Regions from separate parts of the Mus musculus genome. Here all the other regions are linked to region 7. A link is a contact called in public HiChIP or PLAC-seq and promoter capture Hi-C data. All regions are on one chromosome and are shown on one strand. The core of a region is the stretch at or near the end of the contact, and the rest is flanking DNA. Distances in the headings are between cores, read along the strand shown. Region 1 holds the start of Hap1 (huntingtin-associated protein 1). Region 2 overlaps Jup (junction plakoglobin). Region 3 holds the start of Kpnb1 (karyopherin (importin) beta 1). Region 4 holds the start of Nt5c3b (5'-nucleotidase, cytosolic IIIB). Region 5 holds the start of P3h4 (prolyl 3-hydroxylase family member 4 (non-enzymatic)). Region 6 holds the start of Mrpl45 (mitochondrial ribosomal protein L45). Region 7 holds the start of Wipf2 (WAS/WASL interacting protein family, member 2).

The links. Promoter capture Hi-C pulls out the DNA fragments that hold promoters and counts their contacts. HiChIP or PLAC-seq counts read pairs in DNA pulled down with a chosen protein or histone mark.
Region 1: an H3K27ac HiChIP or PLAC-seq map of embryonic stem cells shows a contact between it and region 7, with 4 times the contacts expected there. The contact joins the promoter of Hap1 here to the promoter of Wipf2 in region 7. A contact is called at or near these places in 3 of 39 promoter capture datasets (hippocampal neurons, liver and pre-B cells), 3 of 115 datasets of contacts at active chromatin or transcription factors (embryonic forebrain, embryonic stem cells and forebrain) and 1 of 9 other capture datasets (adipose tissue).
Region 2: a contact with region 7 is called in a promoter capture Hi-C map of liver, with 9 times the contacts expected there. The contact joins the enhancer-like site here to the promoter of Wipf2 in region 7. A contact is called at or near these places in 5 of 39 promoter capture datasets (the 3T3-L1 cell line, the C10 cell line, hippocampal neurons and 2 more) and 2 of 115 datasets of contacts at active chromatin or transcription factors (embryonic forebrain and epiblast stem cells).
Region 3: a promoter capture Hi-C map of liver shows a contact between it and region 7, with 3 times the contacts expected there. The contact joins the promoter of Kpnb1 here to the promoter of Wipf2 in region 7. A contact is called at or near these places in 2 of 39 promoter capture datasets (liver and pre-B cells).
Region 4: a contact with region 7 is called in a promoter capture Hi-C map of liver, with 5 times the contacts expected there. The contact joins the promoter of Nt5c3b here to the promoter of Wipf2 in region 7. A contact is called at or near these places in 5 of 39 promoter capture datasets (hippocampal neurons, liver, pre-B cells and 1 more), 2 of 115 datasets of contacts at active chromatin or transcription factors (embryonic stem cells and pancreatic cancer cells) and 1 of 9 other capture datasets (adipose tissue).
Region 5: a promoter capture Hi-C map of hippocampal neurons shows a contact between it and region 7, with 11 times the contacts expected there. The contact joins the promoter of P3h4 here to the promoter of Wipf2 in region 7. A contact is called at or near these places in 2 of 39 promoter capture datasets (embryonic stem cells and hippocampal neurons) and 1 of 115 datasets of contacts at active chromatin or transcription factors (pancreatic cancer cells).
Region 6: a contact with region 7 is called in an HNF4G HiChIP or PLAC-seq map of pancreatic cancer cells. The contact joins the promoter of Mrpl45 here to the promoter of Wipf2 in region 7. A contact is called at or near these places in 1 of 484 Hi-C or Micro-C datasets (B cells) and 1 of 115 datasets of contacts at active chromatin or transcription factors (pancreatic cancer cells).

The regions. Positions count from the first base shown.
Region 1 is chr11:100,354,688-100,358,250 of GRCm38.p6, forward strand. It overlaps Hap1 (huntingtin-associated protein 1), which reads right to left and starts at 1,454. Exons shown (of 13, transcript NM_177981.2): 1 at 1,003-1,454; 2 at 1-61. The coding sequence starts at 1,390.
Region 2 is chr11:100,389,562-100,392,729 of GRCm38.p6, forward strand. All of the region lies in intron 1 of Jup (junction plakoglobin), which reads right to left. Among named protein-coding and RNA genes, the nearest start is that of Jup, 6.6 kb to the right of the region's middle. Within about 2 kb of position 1,675, at least 107 of the 459 cell types and tissues checked have an H3K27ac peak or open chromatin away from gene starts, as enhancers often do. A contact at or near this core is called in liver, where this site is marked.
Region 3 is chr11:97,185,882-97,189,294 of GRCm38.p6, forward strand. It overlaps Kpnb1 (karyopherin (importin) beta 1), which reads right to left and starts at 2,011. Exons shown (of 22, transcript NM_008379.3): 1 at 1,665-2,011; 2 at 1,508-1,566. The coding sequence starts at 1,704.
Region 4 is chr11:100,439,805-100,443,007 of GRCm38.p6, forward strand. It overlaps Nt5c3b (5'-nucleotidase, cytosolic IIIB), which reads right to left and starts at 1,294. Exons shown (of 9, transcript NM_001102650.2): 1 at 1,240-1,294; 2 at 1,025-1,123; 3 at 381-450; 4 at 236-282. The coding sequence starts at 1,251. It overlaps Klhl10 (kelch-like 10), which reads left to right and starts at 2,120. Exons shown (of 5, transcript NM_025727.3): 1 at 2,120-2,420. The coding sequence starts at 2,227.
Region 5 is chr11:100,413,313-100,416,593 of GRCm38.p6, forward strand. It overlaps P3h4 (prolyl 3-hydroxylase family member 4 (non-enzymatic)), which reads right to left and starts at 1,404. Exons shown (of 8, transcript NM_176830.3): 1 at 865-1,404; 2 at 615-767; 3 at 297-468. The coding sequence starts at 1,344. Fkbp10 (FK506 binding protein 10) reads left to right here and starts at 2,382. Exons shown (of 10, transcript NM_010221.2): 1 at 2,382-2,713. The coding sequence starts at 2,472.
Region 6 is chr11:97,313,884-97,317,272 of GRCm38.p6, forward strand. Mrpl45 (mitochondrial ribosomal protein L45) reads left to right here and starts at 1,833. Exons shown (of 8, transcript NM_025927.4): 1 at 1,833-2,056; 2 at 2,864-3,041. The coding sequence starts at 1,991.
Region 7 is chr11:98,861,625-98,865,145 of GRCm38.p6, forward strand. It overlaps Wipf2 (WAS/WASL interacting protein family, member 2), which reads left to right and starts at 1,974. Exons shown (of 8, transcript NM_197940.2): 1 at 1,974-2,278.

The DNA.
Region 1 (3,563 bases), core at 204-2,703, 1.5 Mb after region 7:
AACATCACTTTGACATCATCTTCGGTGATCTTCTTCGTGGGTGGTGGATTAGGACACAACGCTGCAGGAGGAAAGGCCCAAGTGGGTCAGGGAAAGGAGCCGAGGCTGCCCATAGACCACTACACCCCTCACAACAAAGATTGTGAGACTGCACTCCATCTGGCCCTAACACCCTCTCCACAGCTCCGGATCTCCCCACTCCTGCTTTCTCAGGAGGGGCCTGGATGCTGTAAAGGCAAAACCATCCTCTGGGCTCAGGAACTGGACTCTCAAGACCCCTGGGTCTCTGGGCCCCTCGAGATAAGAAGTCAGGGAAAATACTGGGCTCATCATGCCCACCCCCAATCGGCATCTTAGCCATCACTGGAGTCTCCTCGATCATAAAAACAAATGCAGTCACCCATCCTAAACCTGTTGCTTGTCACAGGAGGGCCAAGTAGACTTCTTCAGCACCCAGAAGCGGGCACCTGAGCCTAAAATTGCCCCCGCCCAGAAGAGGAGGGACAGAAGCCCAGTGCCCCGCCCACTCCTCCCTCTTCATTCCAGCTTCGGAAAAGTACGACCCAGACCCCCTGAGGACAAGTAGTGGTCAAAGGCTCCCCTACACACACACCTCTACCCACCCACGCAGGCTGGTTCCTGCGGGCTAGCGCAGGCTCAAAGCGCACCCGCAGCCCCCGCCCCTCTGCTGGCACTGCGGTAGACGGGGAGGGGGCACTGAGAGTGCGCAGATCTGCCACAGCAACAGGCGCGAAGAGGCGGGCGGAGAGCGCGAGAGAGCTCTGGACCTGACGCACCCACAATAATCGGGAAACCGGAAAAGGGGGGGGGGGAGATGGGGAAAGAGAAACCAAACCGGCACCGCAGACTGTGGTCTCGCGGGGGTGGTGGAAAGGTGGAACTAAGAGCCACAAGGGGGCGGGGCGCCTGAGTCGGTGCACCCCCTCCTACCTGGAGATGCCCAAATAGTGCCCAATGCGGGATCCCCGAGACTCAGTTTACCTTCCTGCAGCTCTCGAATAAACGCCGCACGCTCAGGGCCGGACACGCCGGGCCTCCGGCCGATGTACGCGGCTGGTGTCTTCCAGATTCCCTCGGCCTTTCCAGTGCCCAGGCCAGTGGCCCGGGGACCGTAAGGCCCCTGGAATACGTAGCGGGTCCATGGTGCGTCCGAATCACCAATGATCATGGACCGACAAAAGCTTCCTGTCTTGGTTCGGGATCCTGATTTTTGTCCGGACCCGGTTCCCTGCGCTGGAGCAGGTTTGGGCTCCGCCGAGGGCTCCGGAGCGGGACCAACTGCAGGCTGGGTCGTGGGGGTGCCTGCTGCTGGGTCCCCCGACCCTGTCCCGTCTCCCGCACCGCTCTGCACCTGCTCTTTCGGGCGCATCTTGACTCCGCAGTCCGCTGCCGCAGCCGGGGCTTTATAACCTGTGCTCGGAGCGGGCTCCACTGGGCTGTACCACGCGTGGCGCTAGGGGTGACCGTTGATCAGTTAGTGGTGCCGAGGACTCAGGATCCTGCAAGAAAGCAGCCAGTGGTGACGAGATAGGAAGTAAATAAAAGAAGAAGAAAGAAAGAGATGAACTAGTGCCTAGCTTATTCCGTGGGGTCGAGTCCACGGTGATGGATTTCTCTTCCCTTCCATCTTCTGAGAATGGTTCTGTCCAAAGCCGCCGCTTCCCTGGACTTGAGTAGAGGGACCCGTAGCTTCTGCCTAGAAACAACCCCCCCTTCAGCCCCCCGCGCGCGCTCCCGCCACCCCAGCTTCCAGGGGCTTTCTGTGTTGCCCTACCCAACATTGTGTACAGACCGAGGTGACCTGAGAATCGAGGCAGTACGCCTGTGCCTTCCCAGGTAGACTAAGCGAGAAATCCAAACTCCGGTATGGCTTTCAACGTGTTGCGTGTCATCCACAGGTCCCTCTCACTCTCGCGCTCGCCCCTGGACGTCTTCCATCTTAGTGCGTTCACTCGTTCTTTATTTCCAACCCTAATTCTCAAGCCCTACAGTCCAAGCAAGCACCTGTTCTGTTCTTCAAACATTCCAAAAAGAACATCTTCGGAGGGGATCCTGCTTAAATGTTTCGCTGTGACGACTCTTCAAGATCCCCGTGTACACACACACACACACACACACACACACACACACACACACACCAAAACATCCGTTATCCCAGGGTCTGAACTGATCGATGTCGGTCTCCACGACTTTACCCGTGCTCTTCAGCTCATGGACGGACGTATGCTCCCCAGAAAAATGGCTACTTTGGAAGCTGGCTCTCAGTCCTGAATGAACTGGTTTAAGGGGTGGGAGCTAGGGAGGGCAGTAGCCATTTCTGTGCTTTTAGACTGGGAGACAGGCTAAAGGGAGATGGATGACTCATGGACTCAAGTCTCAAAATCGTTCTTGATGTTCTCCATTCTCCACCATCCTCCAGTGGACAAGGCTATTGACTTTACGTTTTTTAAAATATTTATTTATTTATTTTTTATATCTGGTGTATGAAGGTGTCCATGTCAACATCAGTTGTTGTCCGTCCCTTGCCACCTTATTTTTTGAGACAAGGTTCCTCACTGAATCTGGAGTTCAGCACTTTGACTAGACTGTCTGGCCAGCGATTCCCCAAGACATCCACTTAACTCCACCCTACCCCTCAGCCCCGGGGTTTACAGACAGGTGCCACCATACCAGACCTTCATGTGGATGCTAGGGATCCAAACACAAGCCTTTATGTTTACACGCAGACCGAGACAGTTTACACATGCGCACACACATGTATGTATGTATGTATGTATGTATACACACACACAGACATACAGTTTTATTTGTGCATATGAGTGTTTTGCTTGCTTGTATATCTGGGCACCACTACCATGCCTGTTTTCCACAGAGGCCAGAAGAGGGCATCGGATCCCCTGGACCTGGAATTACAGATGGCTGTGAACTGGGAGCAGAACCCTGAAAGAGCAGCCTATGTTCTCACCCACTGAGCCATCTCTCCAATCCCCAACACGCCCCAATTTTGTTTTGCTTTTGAAAGAGGGTCTCACTCTGTAGTCCAGGCTAGCTTAAAATTCACTATGTTGCCTAGGCTGGCCTCAATTCTCTTGCTTCAGACTTTCTTGAGCTGGAATTACAAGTCACACCCAGCTTGAATTTGCCTTTTAAATACCCCTCAAACATAGCTAGTTCCAGGCAGCCAAGGTTACAGAGCAAGACCAGACCTCTAAAAGAAAACCTTAAGTTCTTTTTTTTCTTTTTCTTTTTCTTTCTCTTTTTCTTTTTCTTTTTTCTTTTTTTCTTTTTTTAGTTTTTTGAGACAGGGTTTCTCTGTATAGCCCTGGCTGTCCTGGAACTCATTTTGTAGACCAGGCTGGCCTCAAGCTCAGAAATCTGCCTGCCTCTGCCTTCCAAGTGCTGGGATCAAAGGCGTGCACCACCACCGCCCAGCATTAAGTGCTTTTCAAATGTTCGCATTCTGTACCAATGGTCTATTTTGCAAGCAGAGTGTTCCTCCCTTCTTCTCAGATTGTTGTGCTAGCCAGCCTCTCCCTATACCC
Region 2 (3,168 bases), core at 425-2,924, 1.5 Mb after region 7:
GCCCCATGATCTCAGAAGAAGCACTGATGGCCAGATTCTAATAAGATGCGAAGGTTCCTGTGTCAGTGAAGGTTAGGCTAAGGGTGGGCAAGGTAGAGTTGAAAGCAGCTCAGAGAGTGGACACACCAGAAATCTTCACAGAGACAACTAGCTACTCTTGTAAGGGGAAGGCTGGTAGTCAGCCATCAGAGAGGATGGTCAATCAGTTTCACCATTCTCCCTACCAACTCAGAGAGCCTGGGACATTCTTCCACAACAAGCAAAAGTATAGGTTTGGCCATTCTCGGGGCGGAGAGGCCGCACCCAGTTAGGTCTCAGCATTCTTCACCCTGGAAACACAGGTCAGACCTTCTGCAATGCGCCCTGGACAGAACCAGGGTGGAAGTGAGGGAGACGGTGGGGGGTGGGGGGCCCTGCCCAGGCACTGGGCCAGAGATGGGTAGAGACAGAGACAGGGACAGGGCGGGTTTCCGAGTTGAAAGGGGGACCTTTGTTTAGCAGTGGGACTCTGCTCCATTGTTGGTGGCAGGGAGGAAGAAGCCAGTTTAGAGATCACAGGGTGGAGTAGGAGGAGGACAGGAAGAGAGAAGACACAGGCCCTTGAAGGGTATGCAAAGGTCCCTTCCCCCACTGGCTCCAGACTGGGGAGGGGGGGTGGTCAGAGCCCTGCCCTCCATGCCTGTTCTTCCATACAGCCAGCTGGGGTGCTGGCACCACGCACCCTCCGTCCAAGCTGTCCAGCAGAATGACGCCCAGTCCTGACTTTAAAAATAACCCCTCCAAGAGTGACAGCAGCCTCCGACCTAGCCAGCACCTGCAGGGACAGTCAAGCAACAGGCACAGCCACGCTGGGCTGCTAAGTGACAGTAAAACACCTAGAAACAGGCTCAGGAGAGGGCTGCCTGAGAGGCTGGGCTGGACCTGGATGCAGAAACAAAGCACGGGGCCACACATGGCAGGCAAAGCTGGGCTTCCCCTGGAGGTCCTTCGGGCTAGAGGTTGGCACCCTAGGCACACCCAGACCCACACACAGGCTTACATCAAAGCAGGAGAGCAGAGGGATAAACATCTTTACAAAGGGTCCCCATCAGAACCAACACCTAACTGGCTGTGGGCCTTTGGGCAAGTCAAACCATTTATGTAGTCATGGGACCCCTTTTCCTCAGACTGTATGTAACCTGAACATAGCTGCCACCCAAGCAGTAGCCAACCCCAACAGAACAGTCCCCACCTCAGAGTAAGGGCTTAGAGAGGATACCAGCCCTAAGCTTCCCTTCTCAATGCCTCTGGATCCAGCTGAGATACTGCCAACAGTCCCAAGGACAGAAAGAAACACACACTGTCATGGCTCGCACAGTCAGACATAGAAACTTCTAGAGACTGCTGATTCCACGAGGGAACCCCTCACTGTCCCCCCAACCCCAGCACCCCATTCTATCATGGTGAGAGGTTCCTGGGCAGACACCATGATTTCTATCACCAGAATGGCCCACACTGGTAAGAGAGGCAGCACAAGCTACTCGCGCATGGCCGATGCTGATGACCAGAGAAGACAAGGGATGTTTCAAAGGAACATTCTCACTTCCAGCCTGGAGGGCAGCCCAGGCCAGACCATGGCTGAGAAGAGGTCTGGAGTGGGAGAGGCTCAGGCCATGACCCAGCTGCTGTTTGTTCTCTTCTGGGCTGCTTCCCAAAGCAAACAGAGCCGGGTGGGAAAATGGAGGGGGCTATGTAGCAGAGGGAAGTGGCCTGACCTAGGAAACCTAATGGGTTCCCCTAACAGAGGGCTCCAGCTGCATCCCTGATGAGGACAGCATCCCAGGCCGGCAGATGAGCCCAAACCAGGACTCCTGGGAGTGGAAAATTACTCCAGCTGTTACAAGCCCCTAGCCAGCACCATTGGGCTTAGGCAGTCCCATTAACAGCAGTTGGATGCCAGCCAGTTAGAGTAGGATGTTACAGGCGTAGGGCTGGACAGGAGGGACCTGAACCCTTAGTCCCTGGACAACGCAGGCTGCAGCAAGCAAAAGCTTTGCAAGAAGGCTTCAAGCAAATGCCTTAGTTGGGGGGAGGGGCGGGCTGGAGAGATGGCTCAGCGGTTAAGAGCATTGACTGCTCTTCCAGAGGTTCTGAGTTCAATTCCCAGCAACCACATGGTGGCTCACAACCATCTGTAATGAGATCTGCTGCCCTCTTCTGGGGTGTCTGAAGATAGCTACAGTGTACTTGTCATATATATAAAATAAGTAAATAAAATCTTTAAAAAAAAATGCCTTGGTTGGGGCTGCTAGGATGGTTTAGCAGGTAAAGGTGCCTGCCTGCACCATAACCAAATGGCTTGAATTTTATCCACATGGCAGAAGGACAGAACTGACTCTTACAAGTTGCTCTTTGATTTCAGCCTGTATGCGGCAACACCCCCCGAAATAAATACATGTTTGGAAAAATAAAAACTTGCCATGTTGAGGGCACAGGAGGGCTTCGCGGATGAGCGGCTTCTGAGTGAAGTGCTTGTATGGCATGCCCGGAAGCCCTCCCTGGGCTCTAATCCCTGTATTGTGCAGGAATAAAAGCAGCTCACCTCTGTATACAGAGCTCACATGGAGGTGGAAGGTCAAGAGCAAAGGATAGGAGGGGAGGGAGGGAGGAAGGTTCAAGGTGGCTACCTCACACAGTTCAAATTAAAGACAGCTGCTTTTTATTCTCACAAATTTCTGTGCATTCCTCAATTTAAAATAATAAAATAAAATAAAATAGCAATCAGCCAGCCAGTGATGGCGCATGCCTTTAATCCCAGCACTCGGGAGGCAGAGGCAGGCAGATTTCTGAGTTCGACGCCAGCCTGGTCTACAAAGTGAGTTCCAGAACAGCCAGGGCTACACAGAGAAGCCCTGTCACGAGAAAAACAAAAAGACCAACTGAGCACAGTGGAGCAAGCCTTTGATCCTGACACTCAGCGACAGAGAAACAGCCCACAGTGAGGCAGTTTGTCGATTGCCTGGCCTCTTCTCGCCATCACTAGACATAAGATCTCCCTCCACACTGGGAAACCGCAGAGAAAGCTGAGCACCCTCCTCTGCAGCCAACCAGAAGTTAAGAGGCCAGGAGGCTAGCACAAGCAAACGGTCAGACGGTCAAAGAACTCTCTCTCTCTCTTCGAATCTAGCC
Region 3 (3,413 bases), core at 761-3,260, 1.7 Mb before region 7:
CAAAAAAAAAAAAAAAAAAAAGAGAGAGGGGAAAAAAAAAAAAAAACTGGCTTCATTTAGAAGCAGAACATACCAGGGAGCCTATGGTGTTTTGGACCTAATGTGAACTAACAATGAATCATCCAAAAATCTATGTTTTGAAATACAGGTCCAAAAGATAATCATCTATAACACCCCCCTTCCTCTTTCTGAGCATACAGAGGCACACACAGGGGGGTGGGCCTGTACGTAATCTGTCCAATCAGGAATGTTATAGAAGGCCAAAGTAGACACTTTTTTTAGTGTTAGCAAACTCTTCAAACACAGGAGATAATTCTCAATGTAAGCAAACTCTACAGTAGGCTCAGAACACAATTCTCCAATTTCTATTCTGTGCCACTGAAGAGTTAGGAGCAGGAAAAAGGGCTTCTTGCAAAGTAGCAAAAGCAAAACCAAGAATATACTATGAGCAGAATTCTCAGTCTACACTAAAAAGGAAATGCTTGGAAAGGTGTGAGATAAAAAAACCTTAACACAAGTCGCTTACCTCTCCACCAAAAGTGGTCAGTACAAATCAGATATGTCGCTGTATGGATGTTACTATTTTGCAAAGCTCTCACAAAGGACATTGGGTTACAATGTTTTTTTTCACTTTTTAAAACTTCCTACCTTTAAAGAGACTTTCCATATCATCCACGCTTCCCTCCCCTTCCCCCAAAAAGGAGAGGAGAAACATTCTGGCAATAGGCTGCTTCAATAATCCCACATTTTCCTATACAAAAGTCAGTCACTTTTTCTTTTCTCAAATGTACTTCTTAAATCCGAAAGTATGAAAAACGGGGTTACATTTGTGATTTATCAGAGAATAGGCTCAATCTCAGAAATGAGCCTCAGCCTGAGATCCTTAAAGATGAGTTCTCTGAAAACCTAAGTCCAAACAGAACATTCGTGCACTTAGACCAGGAATGGGATAATAATGGGCAAGAAAAAGAAAAAAATTGTGGCAATGGGTCCAGAGGTGGTCGGGTGCCAGGCGTGGCCATGAGCACAGACCAAGGGAGCTGGGGAAGGGTAGGGCTCTGGGAAGTAGTTGCATACTGCCTCAAAACCAGGGGACAGGAAGGAGAGGCCGGCCGCAGCCAGTACAAGGCAGGCGGCAGGGCGCAGAGCTTCCACATGGCCCCTAGGCCCGGCTCCCCAACCCCCACCCTTGCTGAACACGCAGCGCCATGCAACCTAACTTCCCTTCCCTCCCTCTTTCTCCCTCCCGCAGCACCGCCGCCCTCAGGCCGCGTGGCGATTGGACGGCGATCACCCCGGCGCGCCTCGCTATTGGCCAGACGCGGGGCTCGGGGCGGGACACACCCACCGGCTTCCCGATGGCGGGGTTAGGTTGGGCCGGGCGGGGGGGTAGGGGGACGAGCTGGGGCGGGGTGGGTTCCTGAGGCCTGGGCCTCCAGGAGGGCGGGAAGGGCCGCACGCAGGGATGGGGACGCGGCGGGATGGGGCGCGGCGGGGCGGCACGCACCAGATTCTCCACGGCCGCACGCTCGAGGAACTTCTGCGCCGCTTCCAGCTCCAGCCGATCTGCCGGGAGAGATGGGGGGAGAGGCAGCGGGGTCAGAGGGGCCACCCCCTCCCCCACCCCGGTCACCTCGGCCCGACCCCCCGGCCCCGAGTCCTACCCGGAGACACGGTCTTCTCGAGGATGGTTATGAGCTCCATGGCGGAGGTGACGGCGGCGGGGACTCCTCGCAAGACGGCGGCCCGGCCTGTCGGGCGGCGGCTCCGACTGGGGATGGGGGTTGGGGGTCGGGTGGGAAGGGAGGGTGGGGTGGGGGGTGGGGGTCACCACAAGCCCATTCACCGGCTGCCTCTGGCCAGGCGCTCCGGCTCCCCTTCCTCCCCGCTCTCCTTCCTTCCTTCCGCCCTCCTAATGTGCTAGGCGGCAGCAGCTGCTCCTCTGGCGGCGGGGGAGGGACCCCGGGGGCAGCTCGGAGCGCGGCTGCTGCTCGGGCGGCGGAGGGAGAAAGGAAGGGCGGCAGTGAGTGAGTGAGAGGCGGATCGCAGGGAGGGAGAGAGATCGAGGGAGGGAGGCGGAGGGATATCCTTGCCGGACCTCTCCGCGGCGGCACCGCGCTGCCCAGCGATTGGCTACGGCCGGGGCCACGCGGAACCCCCGATTGGCCGGACGGCTAGCGTTGAAGGGCCGCCACGCGCCCATTGGCCTGCGGGCTTCAAGGTCCGGTTGGCTGGGCGGGCAGCGGGATGGGGCGTGCTTATTGGTCGAGGGGAGGGGCTCTGGGGTGGGGCAGGTAAGAGCGCGCCGCTGATTGGGCTGGCCCGGTAAAGGCCTTCGGGCTCAGCCCGGCTGTGCGCGGGGAGAAGGGTGGGCGGAAGGTAAAGGCTCCAGGCGCGTCGGATTGGCTGGGATCCTGGACGTTGATAGGACGGGGCGCCGGGAGAACTGAAGCGAGGAGTTCGGGGTCGCCGCCGCGCGGAAAGGCGGGAGGCGCCCAGGCTCTTAGGAGTCTGGCGCGGAGCACGACGGGACGCCTCCGGGGTGGGGCGGAGCTGCGCGCGAGTGGCTCGGACTGCGCGCTACGGAGAGCCGTCACTCGCCGCGGTGTACGGAAAGCGAGCCTTTCGCGGGCCTCGGAGGGGGCGGGGACGGGAACCGTTAAAGTCCTGCGCCGCGCCCACAGGAAGCTGCCTTCATGGTGAGGTCGGCTTGCTGCCGCGCTCTGTGCGGAACCGGACCATGAGAACCACGTGGTTCACCTTCCAACGTGCGGATTTGCAAACTGAAGCCCAGAGAGAGAGTGGAGCCTGTCCAAGGTCACACAGCCCATTCCAGACTCGAGCAGAGCTGGCTTCAGGCGCCCCTAATTGCCCTTGGAGACCCCGTCGGGGCCCTGGACTGTTAACAAAGTTTCGCGGAGGCGCGTCCTTAGACCACTTAGCAGTTCCCATAAAGCTTTGATGTCCAGACTTCGTTTACAAGATCTGTGTAGTATTATATAAAGAACGTGTGCATTGACGAGCTGTAGCGACACACCTGCCATCTCAGTATCCCGAAGCCTGAACTACAGTCTGAGATCTTGTTTCAAAAACAAAAAACAAATACAACAAACAAGATAAAAATACGTTGCATATAGTTGCTTAACATTCCCCTCCCCTCATTTGGATACCCAGCTGCAAGTCATGGGGGGATTAGGAGCATATGGGTCAAAATAGCATGTAAATTGTATTGTTTTTAAGGTGTAAAGAAATTGCCCTACACTAGCCACACTTTGGAAACTTGGGATTTAGTGTTCTCTGAAACACTTAAAGTCATAGCCTCGTGGGGTTTTTTAATTGTGTGTATTTTCTGCCTGTAATGTATGTTTCCAATGGCTTCATGTATAGATATGTTCTGAATACTTCCACATCTT
Region 4 (3,203 bases), core at 44-2,543, 1.6 Mb after region 7:
TGTGCGCCACCAACACCCATGCAGCTTCCTTTTCCTTGCCTAAGTGACCTTGAACTCTTTCTGGAATCCAGGCAGCCTCTGAACTTGGGATCCTCCTGTCTCAGCCTCTGGGATTACAGGTCTCCCCACACTGTGTTTAAGGAACGGAGTTTCTTAAGATTTCAGTCCTGGACGCTGTGGTTCAACCCCAGAAGCATACCACAGCCATGTTTGAGCAAAGAAGGGAATGACCCACCTCTTTGCGACAATCCTCACTGATAATTTTGCTGTTATCCAGAATATCTGAAAAAAGAAAACACACACACACACAAGACTCCCTTTATTTGCTCCATAGCAGTTGTCATCTTGAGCCCTACAAGGAAAGCTAAAATGTGACTTACTGTGGGAAGAAGGGCATCGCTGTCCATTGTAAGCAAATCTGCTCAGGGTCATGTCAAAATCGGAAATCACCTAAGAGACAAAGGGCGGATGATGGTGGTTGACTAGGTTGACTGACTAGGTTGACTAGGTTGACTGACTAGGTTGACTAGGTTGACTAGGTACTGGTCTATCCTGGCCCTTGCCTCAGCCTGGGGTAGCGGAGGAAGTCTAACCAAGCTGCAGCAAAGCCTTTGCAAGGTTAGGGAGAGACAGAAGAAAGAAGGAAAAAAGTGACATCCTGTGTCAGGACACGAGTTAACCCTGAAGAAAACAAAGTCCCCCAAATGTGGGGGTGACTTTCTGTGGCATCTTTATACACTGGTTCTTTCTTAAGGTGCCTTCCGACCTTTGTGGATCTCCCTTATCTTCGACTGGGGGAGGGAGGGGGGCCTCCACCCACTTGCTTTCTAAAACCAAGCGGCAGGAAAAGGGTCACATCTGACTACTCTGAAAGTTGGCTACTGGGGGAGGTAGGCTCTTTCCCGAGGTGAACCAATCTGTTTGTCCATGACCACCCTAGGGCGCAGGCTCGCAGAGCGCGAACCCCAGTTGGCGGGAAGGCCGCAGGGCAGGCACCCTCCCGCCCTACCCCAAGCCCCGGTACCTGCAGGCGGTCTCCTCCGCCCCTGCGAAGGGCGCCCACAATTTCCTGCACCCGTCCGGGCTGCCGCATCAGGACCGTGGCCTTCATCAGGCTGCTTACCTGTCGTGAGACCCAAGAGACCCGCTGACCCGAGAGCCGCGATGGGCATCAGGACAGCTGGGTCTCTCCGCACCCGCGATCCCGCCACGCGGGACCGTCCCCGCCCGTGGCCTCACCTCCTCCGCCATCACGCCGCTGGCCTGGTGGGCGGCCCCGAAGACAGCGCCCGCCTTACAGCCACACTGCGCAGGCGTCGCCTCGCACTAGTCGCGTCGGTCTAGGAGCTGCAGGCCGTTTCCAGGCTGGCTCCGGATACTGGCAGGAGAAGCAAGAGTGGGGAGTGCGGGGGTGTGTGGGGGAAGATGGTCTACTGTGTGTGGGGGTGGGGGAACGTTGGGGGGCGAGGGGGGGGAGTACCAAGACGCTGGGGTCCTGTATGTGGGCTGGCTGTCATGAGGCTTTGGTGTGTATGGGCGCCTGTCACTCACTCTTTCTGGAACACAAATGCAATCTTTACTGGGGTTGGGGGTCACTGCTTAGTGAGAGAGTTCTTGCCTGCAGGTATGAGGCCCTGAATTTCATCCCCTGCATTGCAAAGAACAACCCACTAGGTATTCAAGTGCATTTTGGACAGGGGGTGTATCCAGGAGACACTTCCCTAACTGGCTCTTCATCAGCACCACAAGCAAAGTAAGGCAGTAAGGCATCTCAGGGGCTGGAAGACCCTGGCCAGCATGATATTTGATCAGCTCTGCTTCTGCCTCTGCACCCATGGGGAGCCCAGAGAGAGCTTTGGAAGGATGCTGCAGGGAGGTGGGGACCCAACCTGAAGATGCAACAAGCAGCAGACTCAGTAAAGGCTCAATTGTGTTGGTGGTCACAGTTCTGCCCTAGGTCTGAGGTCGAGGAAAGAGATGTGGGGTGGTCTACCTGTATGTTCTGGGGGGAGGGGGAGGAAAAGAAGGGGCAAGAAGGGGGTTCCAGAACCTGAGAGCACAATCCTGAGTGATCTCACTGCCCAGGATTCTGGAACTTGGGCTGCCTGATGGTCCCTATATGAAAGATGTAGTAGGGAAAAGGAGCGACAGCTGGCTAAAGGGGCCCCCCATAACCCTCCCCAACACCCCAGGAGAGCAGCCTCTCTCCCCTGGTCCCAAGGAGCCATGGAGATGGAGAGCACCGCTGCCTCCACCCGGTTCCACCAGCCTCACATGGAAAGAAAGATGAGTGCAATGACCTGTGAGATCTTCAACGAGCTCCGGCTTGAGGGCAAGCTCTGCGACGTGGTCATCAAAGTCAATGGCTTCGAGTTCAATGCCCACAAGAACATCCTCTGTAGCTGCAGCTCCTACTTTAGGTACACCGGAGGGGGGGGGGGAAGCTGAGCCGTGTCTCCCATCACTGAGGCTCTGTGTTTGTTTATAACTGGTTTGAGCTGTTCTCAAGTCTAAGCTTTGTAGGTTGACAGCATGCCATTGCAGCGTTAAAAAAAAAAGTTGGACAGACCTGATCCTACACTCTAGATAAGGCTCCGAAAGGACCAGTTTATAATCCAGGCATAGTGGCTCAGGCCTGTAATCCCAGCAACTGGAGAGGCTGAGGCAGGAGAATCAGTAGTTCAAGGGCAGCCTGGGCTATAGAGAATCTATTTCTAAAACAAACAAACAAACAAAAAAACCAAAACAACAACAACAGGAAGATAGTAAATATCTTTTTTTTAAAGTTTGTATTTATTCATTTATTTTATAGATGGATATCTTGCCTGCATGTATGTCTGTCTGGGCCACATACATGATGCGCCTGAAGAGGCCATAAGGGGACATTGGGTCCCCTGGGACAGGCATTGCAGACTGTTGTCAGCTACCATGTAGGTGTTTGGCATGGAACCTCGTGTTCTGTTGAAAAGAGACCCATCTCTACAGCTCCAAGATGTTAAATAGCTTAAGCTCAGCGGGCCATGTACTCTGGCAACCGTTCAACCTCTGCCTTTCTATCAGGAACTGCCAAACAAGGCCAGGATGTTTCTGTCCGTCTTTAATCCCGGTACTTGGGAGGCAGAGGCTGGCAGATCTCTGGGAGTTCTAGGCCAGCCTGGTCTACATGGGGAGTTCCAGGGCTACATAGGTGAGACCCTGCCTTA
Region 5 (3,281 bases), core at 154-2,653, 1.6 Mb after region 7:
ACTTCTGCCTCCTGAGTGCTGGGATTAAAGGCCTGTGCCACCGTGCCCTGTTCTTTTGTTTTTTGAGGCAATCTATTTCTCTATATAGCTGACCCAGAATTTGCTATGTATACCAGCATTTCTCTCATCAGACTGGAGACAGAAAAGGCCTGACTCGTGTGTAGCTTTGGAGCACTTTGCTAGACCTGTTGAATGCGGTCACCGGACATAGCCACGCATTAAGAGGCCTTAGAAGGCCTGGGAAGCCAGGGCACTGTGGGTGAGGGATACCTCACAGTGGTCTGAATGGTATATACCTGCTATCGCTGGGTAGAAGTCCTTGAAGTCTACCTGCTCGTGGGCCCCCTCACAGCCAGCTAGACACCGAGCAAAGACCGTCATATATTCAGCCAGGGCCCGCTCCATGTCTTCTGTGCTGCTGCGAAAGTCCCCGCTGTTGTAAAGTTTCACAGCCCGGAGGAACACAGCCTGGAGAGGTGCATGGCGGGGGTAGTCAAGAAGACCCCGAAGGCTCATAAGGTGTGTGTGTGTGTGTGTGTGTGTGTGTGTGTGTTGGGTGAAGAGGTTGTAGGAAGGTGTACCAAGGCTAGCCATCCCTCCCACTCTCTCCACACCTCGTAGGGCTGGGCCTCCAGGTCGGTGAGGGACTCATCTCCAATATCCAGCATCCCCCTGTAGTAGTTGAGATACTTGGCGGTCAGCTCGTGCTTGGGGTTCCTCTGGAGGAAGGTGTAGGCCGCAGCCACCGCCTTCTCCAGTCGGTTCGCCTGGTGAGGAGCGTGGGGAGTGGGTCAGTGGGGGCCTCGGACGCACCGCGGGCCTCACGTTCTAGGGAAACTCGACGGCGGCCCCGGCCGCGCCCACCTTGAAGTGCGCGTAGTGCAGGTACTGATAGGGCAGGCGGCTCTGGAAGTCGCGCAGCAGCTGCCGCGGTGGGTAAGGGACTTGAAAGGCGGGCAGCGTCTTCTTGCAGCGCCGCAGGCAGGCGGCGCGCTCCAGGACGTGACCGAAGAGCCGCAGCTCGCGAGCCCAGTCCTCGCCATCGCCGTCGTGGTCGCCGTCCGGGCCGGACGCGGGCCGAGGCTGAGAGGTGGCGGGGCCACTACAGTTGGCGTGGCAGAAGGCCTCGCTGTCGCGCAGCAGCCGGTGCAGCCGCAGCGCCGCCTCCAGGTAGCGCGCGCTCTCGCGCCAGCTTTCGCCTTCGTATTGCTCCAGAGCGTGGCCGTAGGCCGTGGCCAGTGGCATCAGGTCCTCCGGAGGGAATCCTCGGAAGCTGTATTTCTCGTACTGGGCCCCGGCGCTGCCCAGCAGCAGCCACAGCAGCCCCCACGCCCCGCGAGCCATGCCCGCACCGCGCCCGGAGGCTTACGGAGCAGCCGGCGACCGTCGGGCTCCAGCCAGCTCGGGCTCCAGCCCAGCCCACCCCCAACCCCCGGAGCTCCTGCTGGGTCTTAGCGCCGGGCCCTAGGCTAGAGCCGGGAGGCTGGAATGCCTCTCTAGGACCGTCAGTTGACGCTCGAGTCCACTACGTGGGCTGGCCCTCGACCACTAGCAATGCTTACACCACCACTGGCCCTCCCTGGCAGACACGGGTGGGTGGGGCTACGTTTCACGCCCAGAAAGCCCCTCCCCACAGCAGTGTCGTCCCCCCCCCCCCCCTTAAGTGCCACCTCTGTCCTTTGCGTAGGCAAAGTGGACGAAGTCACATAATCTGGTCTTTTTCTCCTCGAGTCTCCTCTGCTCCCCCTAGGTGGCCCGGTAAACACCCGCGCTGACGTCGAGGCGTACACACCTCTTGTTACCCCGCACACCTAGCACTGACACCATCAGCCTCCCGCCGGAGCAAGATTCCTGTGTCTTCAGTGCAGCCAGGCTTTTGCAGGACAAAACAACCTTTCACCTAGAGAACATTCTCCCTAACCCCCCTTTCCTCTAACCTTTCGCGGGAGGAGAGTTGGGGCGGGTGTGTGTGTGTGTGTGTGTGTGTGTGTGTGTGTGTGTAGAACTGAAATAGCCCTCAGATTACAGCCTCACCTGCACCAGAAGGGGCCTAGATTTGGGGTGCCAGGGAAAGCTAGAGATTCCTCCAACAGGCTTTAGGACCCAGAGACTCTGGAAAAAACTTTTTCATTTTGGAAGTCCACTCCAACTTCTCATCTTTCCCGAACCTCCCTCTGGGCCAGGCCCCGGGTCTCAGTCCCGGATGGAGTTTTGGGGGAGGGAGACTCAGAGATCTTTGTGGCAAATTCCTTGGACTCCAGAGACTCTCAACCTGGCCCCCACCTCCTAGTTCACCATAAAACATCACCCTGCCCGGCCAGCTCATTCTCCCCAGCCCCCATTCCACGTGGACCCGCCAGGGCGGGGTGGGGAGAGAGGACAGGAAGGGGGGGAGTCAGCTCTGAGAGGAGGGGGAAGGAGGCTAGCGGCTGGCGTCCGCTCTCACTGCCGGCGTCCCTGGTCTGGGCACCATGTTCCTTGTGGGGTCCTCCAGCCACACCCTCCATCGGCTCCGCATACTGCCGTTGCTGTTGCTTCTACAGACCTTGGAGAGGGGACTGGGCCGTGCCAGCCCGGCCGGAGCCCCCTTGGAAGATGTGGTCATCGAGAGATACCACATCCCTCGGGCCTGTCCCCGAGAAGTGCAGATGGGGGATTTTGTGCGTTACCACTACAATGGCACTTTCGAAGACGGGAAAAAGTTTGACTCCAGGTAAGAGCTTGGGCACTCCCGGACTCAGCACCACTTTCCTGAGCTTCCAGAGAATGTTGCCCCTTCTAAGGTTTGCATTCCTGTAGTGCTTTCATAATCCTTTGCCACAAACAGCATCCTGGGGAGAGCACCTCAAAGGATGCCTCCTATCTTCAATACCAAATTTTCAATTCCTAAAATATTCCCGCCCCCGCCCACGACCCCCTCCTAGCCCCCTGGAATATTTGATGCTCAGGTGAAGCGCCACATATACTTACCATAACTTAAACACAAATGGTACCCTGGCACGCAATCTTAGAGGGCAAAGAGACTGTGCCTACTACACGTAAACCCTGAAGTGAGTGGATGGATGGTCTGCCTGGTGCCGCCTCCCTTTGCACACACTCTGGCTCCCTGTCTATTTCTCTCTCCAGTTTTCTATGCCTTTGTGGTTGGAGACTGGAGAAATAACATTTCCTTGAGGGTGTAGGGCCCTAGAGCAGCTAGGGAGGGTCTTAAGCAGAGTGGGCATTATAATTTGGGGGTAGACCATAGCTGGTGCCGTGACCAAACTGTCCACGTGTCACAA
Region 6 (3,389 bases), core at 583-3,082, 1.5 Mb before region 7:
TGTATACATATACATACATGTACACACACACACCCTGCTGCTAACAAGGACTCCTATTCTTTAGGTTCAATTTAAAAGTCTTACTAGGCCGGGCGTGGTGGTGCACACCTTCAATCCCAGCACTCAGGAGGCAGAGGCAGGCAGATTTCTGAGTTCGAGGCCAACCTGGTCTACAAAGTGAGTTCCAGGACAGCCAGGTCTATACAGAGAAACCCTGTCTGGAAAAAACAAAACAAAACAAACAAACAAACAAAAGTCTCACTAGGAAAAATGGGAAAGAAAAGTCTGCCTTATAGGATTTCCTTTTCACTGTTGTTTAAGAGATTTTTAAATGTGTGTGGATGCTTAGCTGCCTATCTTTATGTGTACCATGTGTGTAATGCCCTCAAAGTCCAGAAGAGGGCATCAGATCCCCTAGAATTGGATTTACAGGGGCATATGCGTCACCATGTGGATGCTGGGACCCGAACTTGGGTCCTCTGCCAGAGCAGCAAGGACTCTTTTTTTTTTTTTTTTTTAAGATTTATTTATTTAATGTAAGTACACTGTAGCTGTCCTCAGACACTCCAGAAAAGGGAGTCAGATCTTGTTACGGATGGTTGTGAGCCACCATGTGGTTGCTGGGATTTGAACTCCTGACCTTCAGAAGAGCAGTCGGGTGCTCTTACCCACTGAGCCATCTCACCAGCCCAGCAAGGACTCTTAACACCTGAGCCATCTCTATAGTTTCTATTTTCTTTTTTAGTTTTTGTTTGTTTGTATTTTTCTGAGGGAGGGTTTTCTCTGTGTAGCCCTGGCTGTCCTGGAACTCTCTTTGTAGACCAGGCTGGCCTCGAACTCAGAAATCTGCCTGTCTCTGCCTCCCGAGTGCTGGGACTAAAGGGGTGCGCCACCATGCCTCAAATTTTCCAAAACAGCTAATCAAAAGTAACAGTGACCACCTAAGAATCCATCTCAGAGTGAACCAAATCATATTAGGTACTGATAGGGAATTAGCTTGCAGTAGCCGAGAAACTGAGCAGAGGCCAGGCAGACATGGGTTAGGATGTGTTACATAGTCTGTGTGGCTCCAGGATGACCTGGTTATCACACTGGGATTCCTTTAACCACTGAATGTGAAGCGATTTTGGAGTTGTTAAACTCTATGTACCTGACTCTCAGTTCTGCCAATTATTTGTTTAAATTTGAATTACATATTTAGTATCTCTGGCCCAACCATATATGTAAAAGCAGGAATATTTATTGCTTGTGGTGAGGATTAAGTTGATATATGTAAAATGCTTAAATTGCCAGGCGCCTAGTAAACAATTTTGAAATACCAGTTATTACCAAATTTGGTAAGTGGTATTTTTGGAAATGATATGTTTTGGGAAATGACAGATTCTTGTTAACCCACGTGCCTTTTGCTTTTCAGTAATCACAGCGGTCAGCTTCCCTAACGGAAAGGTATGAAAGAATTTTCACATAGAAAACTAGGTTGGTTAAAGGTTTAAGGTTATACTGCATTTTGAGGTCAGAAACACACCCAGAAACTATCATTTTCGCCCTAAATACCTCCAGTGAATTCCTTGTAATGAAAGAAAACACTTATCTTAAAGGCTTCTGATTTCAGAGGGAAGCACTTTTTCGTTTTTTTCACCGATTGTAAATAAGGTGTAACAATGTGTTAAGGAACCAGGAATGCAGCAACCAGAGTCCCACAGAAGCCTCCTGCGCAGGCGCAGCTGGCTCTCCCCGTCTCCGACTGGCGCGTGACAGCCGTGCGGTTTACCCTACTTCCAAAGTGGTTTCATTGCGCACGCGCGAACCCACTGCGCGTGCCCGCGCGCCCCTCCCCTGGAGAGCGTGCGCGTGCGCGCGACTCACCTTTCGGCCTGGGGCGCGCGCCCTGGAAAATTCCACTCCCCAGCTCGCTCCGCCCTCTGCGCCTTTTCTCCGGCTCGGTGATCTGCGGCTAGGCTAGCATCCCGGCGGCCTTTGCGCGAGCAAAATGGCGGCCCCCGTACCTCGGGGCTTGTCCTCCTTATACAGGACTTTGGGATGGTGGTCTCGGCAGGTGGGTAGAAATGAAGCGAATGAAATTTTTAGGGACACAAAGAGGAGGATAGAGTAGAGGGGAATAATCATGCTGTGGGCGTTGCTGAGTTTGGACCATACGAGTCAGACTTCATCTGGAGAAGAATTTGAGGTGTATGCGATCCCCTCTAGACAAGTCTCTCTAGACAGCCTAGACGAGGCTGAGCATTAAGCTTCTTTACGTTAATTCTAGTCTTTGGAGAGAAGATGTTAAAAAGGAAAGTAATGGCTTGGAAGATGAACCAGCTCTTTTACATTCTTAAAAAATTTTTTTTTGAAAAGGATAGGAGTTTTGTCTTATCCTAGAGGGAAAAGGTCACCTGACTTCGTAAAAGTTTATTGGTCAGTTAGGAGCTAGAAGCAATTTGCTTCTGAAAAAGCAAAACAGAAGTGTGGGGGAAATGCCAGGGAGATCTTGTTTAATGCTTTAGTAATAGCATTCCACTCTTTTCAGAAATGGGTTAAGTGAGGTTTACAATTAAACTGAAAGTTCTTTGGCACTAGGACCTCTGCTTTAATCATCTCTGTATACAGTAGTACTGCAGAATGTATTAAAGGAAAGTTTTTACTGTTGATTGATGTGAATACAGGTTATTAATTGGCTTGTGGCAAAAGCCATCCCTAGGTGTTCAAAAAGTAATATCGTTTCTCCATAATAGTCATTTCATAACTCCTGAAGCATTCTTTAATGGGATGTCTTTCTATAAGACTTTGCAAACAGTTTGCTCAAGATAGATTTATCCTTTCCAAATCACCTATACGCTAACTTTTTTTTTTCATCTCCCAGCCCATTCTGGTGACTCAGTCCACAACTGTAGTTCAAGTTAAAACCAAAAGCCGTTTTAGACCCCCAACTCCTGAACCCAAGTACAAAACAGAGAAGGAGTTTTTGGAGTATGCCAGGAAAGCGGGATTGGTCATTCCACAGGAACGGTTGGAGCGCCCTATACATTTGGCCTGTACAGGTAAGGAACTATTTCTGGGATCCTGGTTCAGTTCTCTATTGTCAGAGGTCTGGTGTATGCTTTAGACTCTGATTGATAGCAATAAATTAACCACTAAGTGGGGCTGGAGATATGACTTAGCGGGTAAGAGTACTGACTGCTCTTCCAGAAGTACTAAGTTCAATTCCCAGAAACCTCACTACCATTAGTGGCTCACAACCATCTGTAATGGGATCCGATGCCCTCTTCAGGTGTGTGTGTCTGAAGACAGCTATAGTGTGTACTCATATAAGTAAGTCTTTTTTAAAAAGATTAAAAAAAAGAATGAACCACCAAGTTCACCCTCAGTAATGATTTACTTTTATAAAC
Region 7 (3,521 bases), core at 724-3,223:
ATGTGAGGGTGGGCCTGGGAGGAGAGGAAGGAGGGGGGCTGTGATCAGGATGTAACGTGAATAAATAAATAAATGGAAAAAAAAATATAACTAAAAAGAAATTTAAAAAGGAGGGAGGAAGGAAGAAAGTGGGTCTACATATCGTTGAGCAACCGAAGACGGGGCAGGTAAGGAGATGAAGGAAAGAGTTCAGAAGCTCTAGTTAGTAAACAGTGCAGATTCACTGCATTTCTCGTCCAGCCGCCCCATTATCAGATATTCATGACGTAGCTATCTGAGCATCTTTACCTTTGCATCCACTGATCATGCCTGGTATGTGTTCCCCGCCTTCACTGATTAGTAACAAAATCCTATTCATCTTTTTTCTTTCCTCCTCTTTCTCCTCCTTCTTTTTCTTCTTCCTCTTTCTTCTTCCTCCTCCTCTTTTTTCTTCTTCCTCCCCCTCTTTCTTCTTCTTCCTCCTCCTCTTCTTCTTCTTCTTTTTAAAAGATTTATTTTATATATGAGTGTACATTGTCACTGTCTTCAGACACACCAGAAGTGGGCATCAGATCCCATTACAGATGGTTGTGAGCCACCATGTGGTTGCTGGGGATTGAACTCAGGACCTCTGGAAGAGCAATCCGTGTTCTTAACCACTGAGCCATCTCTCCAGCCCCCTTCTTCTTCTTGTTTTGTTTGTTTTGGTGTTCTGAGGCAGAATTTCTCTGTGCAGTCCTGGCTGTCCTGGAACTTGCTCTGTAGACCAGGGTGGCCCCCAGCTAAGAGATCTGCCTGCCTCTGCCTCCTCTGAGCTACAGAGCCCAGCAAAATTCTACTCATCTTGCAGGGGCTAGTTCAAACCATTTACAAATCTCTTCTCATTCTTCAGCAGGAATTCATCACTCCTGTGACATCCCGGCACATGTCACAACTCTAATCGCACACTGACTTGGACGTCAGCTGTCTGTTTACATGCCAGCCCGCATGAGCACCATACACCAGCATGGTGAGCTCCCGGAGGGCAGAAGCTGTCTGCTTGAGTCACATCTGGAACCATCCCCAGGTACAGAGCTCAATGAATGGCCCAAAGCAAATGTTCAATGTGACATTTAGCACTAGTGGGTGGGGCAGAACAGAGGGAAAACAAAAATAATAACAGGCTATGGCTTATCACATGCTTTCCCATTCATTCATTACCTGATGAGCCTTCAAGCACTGTGAGAAAGGACAAACACTATGAGGTAGCTGAGACCCACGAACACACAGTTAGTGAGTGGGGATTAAGTGCTAGCTGATATTGGCCTTTTACTTGAGGTTCAGCCCTGGTCACTGGGTTGACTGGATGGAGAAGCAGTGAGACATAGGGTAGCAATGGGGTTGCTTGGTGTGGTGGCGAGCTTTGTGTATGAAGATGAGATCCTTAGTCATCGGCAACAGAGTTAAGCAATGGAAACCAGCAAGCGACAAGGACTCCCCTCTCTCATCCAAGCACCTATAGAGGAGTTCACAACACCATGCCTCAGCCTACCGAGCTGGGGATCACTAGTTAAGTGGTTACAACGACCTAACCAATGACCTGCTAGAAGAAGCTCGCCTCTCTGTTGCTATGACAACCAGAGCTTGTCTGTTGGGCCTCTTCAAGGGTACTCTAGACCATATTAGGGCTTATGGTGTGTGTGTGTGCGCGCAAAAAAATAAACACGAAAGAAAACATACTTGAGATACATCAGTTAGCTCACTGGTTCTCTACCTGCGCAATTTTAAAGGTCGAGACGCTCAGGCCGCATCCAACCAATTAAATAAGCATCTCATGGACCGAATCCTGGCATCACTCGTTACTGAAAGCCTCGCAGGCGGCCCCAGTTGCAGTCCCAAGATGCAAACGGGACTTCCAACTGCGGACTCGCGACCTTCTCAAGATGGTGGCGCTCCGCCCCCACGTGCGCCGGTAGAGGGCAGGCTTCCCTGAGCGCATGCGTCCCGCGGCCCTCGGCCCTCGGCTCCCTCCTCCTTTTCCCCCGCCTCCATTTTGTTCGCGGACGCTGGGGACGGTGGGAGCGGATCCATTTCCGGGTTGGTAAAAGGGGCGGCGGCGAGAGAGAGAGAGAGAGAGAGAGAGAGAGAGAGAGAGAGAGAGAGAGAGAGAGAGAGAGAGAGAGAGCGAGAGAGAGCGAGAGAGCTTGCCGCGGGGCGAACGAGCAGGACTAAACCAGGACTGAGGTGACGGAGGATTCGCTCCCGGAGCAGCCCCCCGCCGAGTGGGAAAGACGCCGGGGCGGCTGAGCCCGCCGCTGAGGTGACCTGCGGACCTGAGTGGGAGGGAGAGCCGGGAAGGGGGGACTGTGGTGGGGGGGGGGAGGGACACCGGAGGAGGGGCCTGATGCGGAGAGGGGGTCCTGGGGGCGGGGCCTGGAGACCCTGGAGAGGGGGCGTGGGCCATCCGAGTGGAGGGCGGCGGGGACCGACTGAGCAAATGGGCAGGAGGGAGGTTTTTTGAGAGACAGGAAATTAGAGATCCTGAAGGGTTGGGTGAGGTGAGTAAGACTGGCAACTCTGGGTGAGGTAGGAGGGGAGCCGTGCGCGGAGGGGGAGATGGGGAAGGGAGGACCTGTTGGGGAAAGGTAATTATTGGCAGGATGCTCTCGAGTTTAGGAGGATCGGTGTGACGTTTCGGGATTGATCGGGGTGAGGAGGAGGATTGAGAGCGAACGTGTTTACACTGGGGGAGATGTTGAGAGTGTGGGATGAGAGGGAGTCGGAGTGATGTTCTGAGATGCTCTTGGAAGCACCTGCAGTTGAAGGATCCCTGTTGGAGCGGCGTGAAATTGAGGGAAGATGAAAATCTGAAGGCGCTCGCTAGACGTAGGCTGTGTGTGCGGTCGAGTTACTGATTAGGAAGGCATATTCTGGAAGGATAATATTGAAACGAGGAGCTGGAGGAAGCTGGTGTGCACTGGAATCTACCTCTGTCCCCGCTTCTGCTGGCCTTTAAATCCTGATCCACCTGCTACATCTGATCCCTGAAATTCTTCTTTCTTTTTCTCTTTCTCTTTCTTTTCTTTTCTTTCTTTCTTTCTTTTTTTTTTTTGAGACACTTTGTCTGTGTAACCCTCACTGTCCTGGAACTCAGAGTCTGTAGACCAGATTGGCCCGGAACTCACAGTGATCCGCTGGCCTCTACCTCAGAGGGAGGCGTGGGCCACTATGACTGCCCAGCCCCGTAAACTATATTTGTTTGTTTGTTGTTTTGTTTCTTTCAAGACAGGGTTTCTCTCTGAAACAGCCCTGGCTGTTCTAGTGCTCACTATGTAGACTAGGCTGGTCTTGAACTCGCAGAGATCTACTTGCCTCTGCCTCCTGAGTGCTGGGATTAAAGGTGTGTGCCACTACCACCCAGCTATCTTAATATATTTTTTAAAAGATTTATTTATTTTATTGTATGAATACATTGTTGATGTCTTCGGACACACCAGAAGAGGGCATCAGACTTCATTACAGTTGGTTGTGAGCCACCATGTGGTTGCTGGGAATTGAACTCA